Linked DNA regions of Gossypium hirsutum: region 2 is linked to region 1. Evidence: chromatin contacts called from public Hi-C data. All regions are on one chromosome and are shown on one strand. Each heading gives the region's core, a stretch centred on a gene start, on an enhancer-like site or on the middle of the called end of the contact. The rest is flanking DNA. Distances are from core to core; before and after follow the strand shown.

Evidence for each region. Hi-C and Micro-C count contacts between places; a contact is called where the count stands out from the background.
Region 2: a Hi-C map of leaf shows a contact between it and region 1, with 4 times the contacts expected there. The contact joins the promoter of LOC107935852 here to the enhancer-like site in region 1. A contact is called at or near these places in 2 of 34 Hi-C or Micro-C datasets (both in leaf).

The regions. Positions count from the first base shown.
Region 1 is chrA12:9,240,896-9,244,546 of Gossypium_hirsutum_v2.1, reverse strand. It overlaps LOC107928740 (a long non-coding RNA gene), which reads right to left. Exons shown (of 4, transcript XR_001692703.2): 3 at 2,807-2,868; 4 at 1,204-1,522. Among protein-coding and RNA genes, the nearest start is that of LOC107928740, 2.8 kb to the right of the region's middle. Within about 2 kb of position 1,401, at least 4 of the 9 cell types and tissues checked have an H3K27ac peak or open chromatin away from gene starts, as enhancers often do. A contact at or near this core is called in leaf, where this site is marked.
Region 2 is chrA12:9,505,318-9,509,086 of Gossypium_hirsutum_v2.1, reverse strand. It overlaps LOC107935852 (protein CHROMATIN REMODELING 4), which reads right to left and starts at 1,390. Exons shown (of 12, transcript XM_041082671.1): 1 at 614-1,390.

The sequences.
Region 1 (3,651 bases), core at 152-2,651:
TATATATTATTGTTTATTATAATGGTTGAAAACACTCTAATACTCTTTTGTATATTTGAAAGTTAGCTCTCCTACTATATTATATAATATTATATCATATCATATATAATATATTAATAGTTTATATATATGCATTGATAGTTAAACATTATAACATTATATAATACTATATCACATACTAAAATAGTAGCATAATATAGTAGTTATTAATTATCATTATTTATTATTATACTAATTAAAATATGTTTTAAATTCATTTACTCTAAATTTATATGCTTTTTGTTTATTTGAAAGTTGGCCCTACTATGATACAGCACCCAGTATACTACGTGTGTGATGATGGATGCTAGGGAACTTACTCTTTTCAACCCTTGCTTAAACCAAAATGGCAAGGGTTCCCACCCACAAAATGGCGAGGGGTGAGAACAAAAAATTTTGGTTCCTTAATAGCTTTCAATTATGTTTGACAAGTTCTTTTAGTTGGCAAGGGTGCCAATTAATAATTGGCGATTATGCATTAATTATTGATGCAAAGTTTGGTTGGTAATCGTATTGATCGATTCATTTTGTTTAGAATAAGTGGAGAGTCAAAAATATATGTTGGTTGAGTTTAGTAAAGAAGTTGGGACCTGGAACTTATTTAGTTGATGGGTTTTTCTAGGAAAATGGAAATAAAAAAGATGGAGAGTAAAGATGAAGCCAGAACAATCTTTTAAGAGGACCGAATAAAATTTTAATTTTTTGTAGTCTATATTTTTATAAATTTTAAAAGATTTAATTGAAATTTTATAATTTTAAGAAGACAAAAATATAATTTTATCTTTACTAATTTTAAATATTTAAAAAAATTAAATACATAAATAATAATTTTACATTTTAAGAGTCGGTATCCATAACAGCTCCTTAGATTCACCACTAATGGAGAGAGGAGAGGAGAGGAATGATCCCTAAAAATGAAATCTTTAATGATGTACTCGTATAATGACACTTATTATGGTATAAGGTAATTATAGGATAGTATTGATGTTATATATAGCAATACTAATAGAATACCGACAAGCATGAAGCAACCGCTGTGAATTAGTTTCAGTTTCAATTATTGTCATGTATAATATATAGTTTAGTGTTGGGGTTTGAAATGTTTGCACCAAGACATGATTGCAGTTGAAGAAAAACTGAAGTGCTTCGTAGATGCATAGTCAGTGGTTAAAATCATATTCGATTAATAGGAAATATAATAATAGAATATTTTATTTGAAATCGTGGCTCGATCGTCTAAAAGAAAACAAAAGACTGCTGTGGTATCAGTAGATACGTGGCCGACAATCCCTTATATCTCTAACCAATCCCAGTCGCCTTGTCTGTTCAAATATTAATATATCAAGCACCGGCCTTCCACATATGATTGTCACTGTGATATAAATAAAGATTGCGCACATGATTTTGGGGCCCATTGGACAGTGGGCTTTAAAAGCTTCCATCCTCGCCTTGGGTCAACCAAATCTGCAGTTGCTATCTACGCCTACAATTATAGATAAAAGAAAAGAATTATTTAATAATTATATTTATTAAAATTTGATAAAAATAACAAATGAGATTTTGATTGAATAATAAAGTTTAAAGGATCAGAATTATAAACATGGATTCAAATCTAATTATATAGGAATATTTTTATATTTTTGTATATAAAAGATTTAGAGTGACAAAAATACCATCAAAATAATATAAGTTACTTTGTAAAGTAAGAATATTCTATTATTATACAATTAATTAGTGGTCGATTGAGTCACGACACTAATTTAATCAAATGTTTATTATATAATATAAATAAATTTAGAAAATTATTGACACTCTTTTTTTTACAAAGTAAATTTTACTATGAAAGTGTTTTATTATATATATAATTTAGAAAAAAAAAATACATGCAACATAGAATTTAAACCTAAAACACTATGCTATTCAATGTCTCAAATTTATCCTTTCAACTAAAATTTTATTTATTTTTAATATAAATATTTTTCAAAAAAATTTCACATGGCCAATTTGCCAATATCCGATTAATATTTAATACATTTCTACAGATTTTCAGTTAAATCACAATGCGGATAAATGAGAATTTTAATAGGGTAAATAAAAATATATAAAAGTCTTAAAAAATAATTTTATTTAAGACTAAATGAAAAGTTTAAGAATTTAAAAAGTGATCAAAATATGCAATTAATGTTTCTATTTTGTATATTGAGAGAACAAATATTATCCCAAAGAGATTAACTGCATCCTAAGAGGGTAACAACTTTTAACAAAGTCACTGAACAAGCAGTACTTAAATTGCTTTCATAATAATATGTCGTTAAAGTGTAACATCCTAAATCTGACCTAGACAGTACGGTCAGATTGTGGAGGTTACATCATTACCTAATGCTTAAGTTTTGGTGAAAACCTCTTCCAACTTTAAGAAAATCCAATTTCATATATCTTATAGAAAACGTATCGATTTTCGAAAACCCGTGAGTATTTTGAGGTAAAACCCCTATTTAATAGCTTTTACTAAAACAGATCCAACTTACGTAATTCTTTACGAAACAAAACATTCTAGCGAATTTCAACAAAATTTGGCTTCGAAACCCTTTTAGCAACTTGGTCTTATTTATCCCTAGTTTATTTTTTGTCGTCTTGTTTTAAATACTGATTAAAAACCATAATTTTTACAGAACCAAACACCAAAATAAAATTTGAAATCCCAAACAAAATTAAAACGTTCCAAAAGTCTGTAAAAGTCCATAAAAAATATCAGTCCGGAACGTACTAAACCAAAAGCGTGGAAACCGAGGTCCTGTATCGCTGTCCAATGCTAAGTCTGAAGATCACCTGAAATGAAACAAACAAACACGTGAACTTTACGCCCAGTGTGTGATATGTCCCACACAAACAAAACAATATAAATATATACCAGAACGTATCATAGCATATCAGATTCCATTTCAGAACATATCTTATACATATCATATCAAATTTCATGTTAGAACATATCTTATAATATATCATCTCATACCACATCCTACTTCCATCCTCTACACACCATCTCCATTCAACCAACCACACCAATTAAAACTACAAGAGTTCATCCGTCCAATCACATTAGTACATGGCAGTACGCCACTCATAAATACGCAGCTGAGCTACCAAAAAGAAATTTGCAATCTAGCCGCTATAATTGCAGTAGATATTGCCATGTAGCATTTCCTCCATCATATCAATCCCACCCCAAAACATAGACAGAATATTGTACATACATATAACTTAGATCGTATGGCATGCATACACATACCTTTTTATACGGAACATAACATAGCATAAGGTACTCACAAATCATGTAACTTGCATGGTTTACGTAAATACTTATAAAGCATATCATATCATATGATATTAATATACTTACCGAAACCTACTTAATATGCTTCCTACACATACCTATTTGAAACTTACGCTTTTTCGGGACTACATAATGTCTAAGGACACAATTTCTGAGTCCCTTAACCAGCCCCTATTCAAGCCTCAAAATTGGGGCAAAAGGCCCATACGGCTGGCCCACATGACCTAAAAACTTAGCCCATGTGTTCACATGGCCTATTACACAAGCTATTTAATCAT
Region 2 (3,769 bases), core at 141-2,640, 260 kb before region 1:
GAGCAGAAGCAACAACGGAATCAGACAATATGACAGAAGTAGCATCATTAATCCAGGCATCATCTATGGGATAAAAAAAATGAAAAATCGGAAGTAACAGCATTTACCCAGGTTTGACACATTCTACACTCAATTCAATCAGCAACAAGAACAAATGCAAGCCTAAATCCCAGTGGTAAATTAGAACAGCTTGGGAAATGTAATAGCTAGGAGCCACTATCTAGTCTAGGAATGAAATAAAACATCTAAACCAAACAAATGACCATAAAATGCACAGCAAATTAACACGGAAAACGAGCCAAATTGAAGAATCAGTTTCGAAAATTCAATATATGCATAAAACGTTGAGCTTGCATTGAACTGAAAACCCCATTTCAACAAAACTCACCTGCAATGACAAACTCACTCACAGAACCCCAATTTCGGAATTACTGCAAAAGCCCACCAAATTTCAATCAAAGTATAAACACAAACCTCCCAAACATGAAAACAACAGAGAACATGCAATAAAACATCAGAATACACATAATAGACAGCTCAAGGCACCTAAATTAGAAAACCCCAAAGCTAAAAAAAGGAAATAAGTAATACCCAGATAGGAAAAGAAGCTTACCAACCTTGCTCGTGGATCAAAGAATCAAAACCAAGTGGAATAATATGAAGAGTAACAGATTGAGAGATGTAGTGAATAAAAACAGATGGAGGAGGAGAGAGAAGGGAGGGTATTAGGGTATAGCAAAGCAAAGAAAAGGGAGCGAAGAGAGAGAGATACGAGACAGAGAGAGAAAAGGCAAAGACACGAGAAAAAAATGAAAATAAATATAGAGAGAATTGACAAAAATAATAAAAATTAACCCCAACTCGAAAAATAAAAATAAAGAGAGAAAAGGTGTAAAGAGAAGGATAGGGGGTTTTATAGAGAGTGAAGAGAGCATACGATACGGATTCGCCGGGGAAATAGGGGACGGACGGGGTTACCACTCTGACATGGCAGCGCATGAGAAAGAGAGATATTAAGGAAAGGGAAAGCAGCCCTTCCTCCTCCCCTCTCTCCCTCTCTCCCTCTCTCTCCTACCTAACCACTGATGATGTGCCACGTGGCTTCACCAGACGCCACTTCCTATTTTGTTTGCCCTTTTTCTTTTTGTTTTTCTACATTCCTTGTCTATTTTTATTTCCTTTCTCTTCTCCCCAAGCCCAAAGCCACCACACCACTGCCCACGAAAGAACCTTGCTTTCCTTTCGCTCTCCTCTCCTCGTAATCGCCGCCATGCTTTGCCTTTGCTTTGCTTTGCTTGGACTTGGATCAGACCCCTCTTATTGTATACGCTGCTGTCTCTTATTAATATTATGCCTTCTTTTCTTTCTTTAATCTTTTTTTATTTCCTCTTACTCGGTTTTGTTTTGTTTGATTCCGACATTGCTTCGAGGTTTTTTTTTTTTTATCAATTTTCGTTTTGTTGAGATACTCATTAAATATTTTAATACCAATCTTCGATTTTCTAACGAGCACTTTTCTTGGTTTTAAGGGTTAAGCTTATAAGTATAACTAGTTATGTATAATAAAAACTAAGAGATTTATAATTTTTATAAATTTTAAAGTTTACTTACTAAATCTAATCCAGATTTATTATTTGCTATTTAACTACATTATCCGTTAAGCATTTAATAAGTGTAAATAATTTCAAATAACAACTTTAAAATGTAAAATGTATAAGTTTTCCTCCTTCCAATTAATTTTGAGTTGCTTTATCGAGATTAGAAGTAAAAAGGTTTCTAATTCAACGAATTAGGTCAATTCCAATTATGATTTACAAGCAATTTCTTTTACATCTTTAATTTAAGCTGCAGGTCCTATTTTGGAGACAGAAATCCCCTTATTAATATCAGGTCTGATTCCAGCATTAAATAGATCGATGAATAAGAATATTTGTTTATCTTTAATGAAAACTACGTTAGTAGGAATATATGTAATAACTTCTCTCGATTGGGTCTCAATTATTGGTAAAACAGTCATACTTCCTTCACCTAACTAAGAACCTAATTTAACGACTATTTCTAAAAGATGTGAATGCAAATAAAAATATTCTCTAGATAAGTTTTGTGACCCAACGATCTTCGTAATAGAAGAGACATTTGACACTTATCCTAATATTAAAAGACTTGTCTCGTCGTGACATTCTCTTGAATTCTCAAAACTTCTCTCACTAGATCCCTACAGTGACAAAGAACCCCTTGCCATCTCGGCTATGCTACTGGAAGTTCAAGGGAAGTCGGAATGGGGGAACACTCATATTGAGGTGGGTCCTTCTCAGTCCTCTCAATGTTCTAATGCCCACACCAGATATGGATCGAACTGTCTCACGACATTCTGAACTCAACTCATATACCACTTTAAAGGGCGAATAGCCCGATGTGTATTAATCAAATTTTATTTATTTCTTTCTTAAAATTTTTGAAAATTTCTGTAACGTTTCATTGATAATACAATTATAAAATTTAAACGTACTAATACATGATGCAATACATTCATCATATCTAATAAAGATTCTTAATAGTACACACTCAGTGACTAATAAAGGAAAAGTAAAAGGAAAAGTACTTAAGTAAAAGTGGATAATCATGTTAATTAAAATTTTATACATCTCTTGTCTAAGCTTATTCTCAAAAAAGAAGTTTCATAAAAAATGACAGCAACCTCTTCAGCCCGTCCATCTGTCTCCAATGCTCTCATTTCAATGCCTAGTTTTCCACTAAAATCTCACTCTGCTAAGAAGATTTACTACTTATATGAAGCCACTTATTTAAGAGTGGAAGGGAAAGTTCAGCTTACTGAACTTCCTATTGTAAATCTTTATAGTACTTATAAAAGACCCACCTTTTCTCCTGTAAAGAGTATCAAATCTTTGATCCAACATTCTCCAAAACAAGTTCGAGAATACGTTCAAGCCTCCAGATTTATAATAAATTTTAAAAAAAACATTATTTTGAAATTAATTTTAAACATAAATATCATAATAATAGATTGTGTAAAATTCTATTTTTATGTACAGATTCTAATTTAATTTTAATTATTAATTAGTGGATATGGATTGTTTGTTAAATTTAAATAATGTGACCAATTAATAAATCATTCAAATATTATTTTTTTTAAATATATATTTTTCAATTTAAATAGTATATTTAAATTCTAAAAATAGTGATAAATTTAAAAATAACTTTTTAAATGGTTTTAAAAATTACAATAGCTTTTTCAAGTAAAATTGTAAATTGAATTTCTAAATTATTAAATGTAAGAAAATTGGAAGGATTTATTCTATAAATATAACTTGCAAAACACCATTAAAACAAATTTAAAAAAAGCGGAGAGATTTATGTTACAATTTTTCCCTCCGCCAATGTTTATTATTATTTTTTAATGGATACATGTCAATGATTTAAAGTGTTAACATGTTGTTTCATACCATTTTATAACCGTACTTTGTAATACATATGTAAGATTTTTTAAAGGAATTGCACCATTTTAAATAGAAAAAGTTTTCTTACCAAAATTGTAGTAACTTTAAAGTGTGTATATATATTAGACCTGATCATTGATTGGGTCACTCGCCCAACTCTAAAGGTTCGCTTGAGATGTGAGAGGATTTGAGTAAAAATATAGATCTGAGAAATGAAATTGGACAATAAAAAATAATGTCTGTTTTCTAAACAAGTCAGGCCTCATGTAGGATTTTTTTAGGCCCAAGCCTGACTTGAATCAACTGTTTTT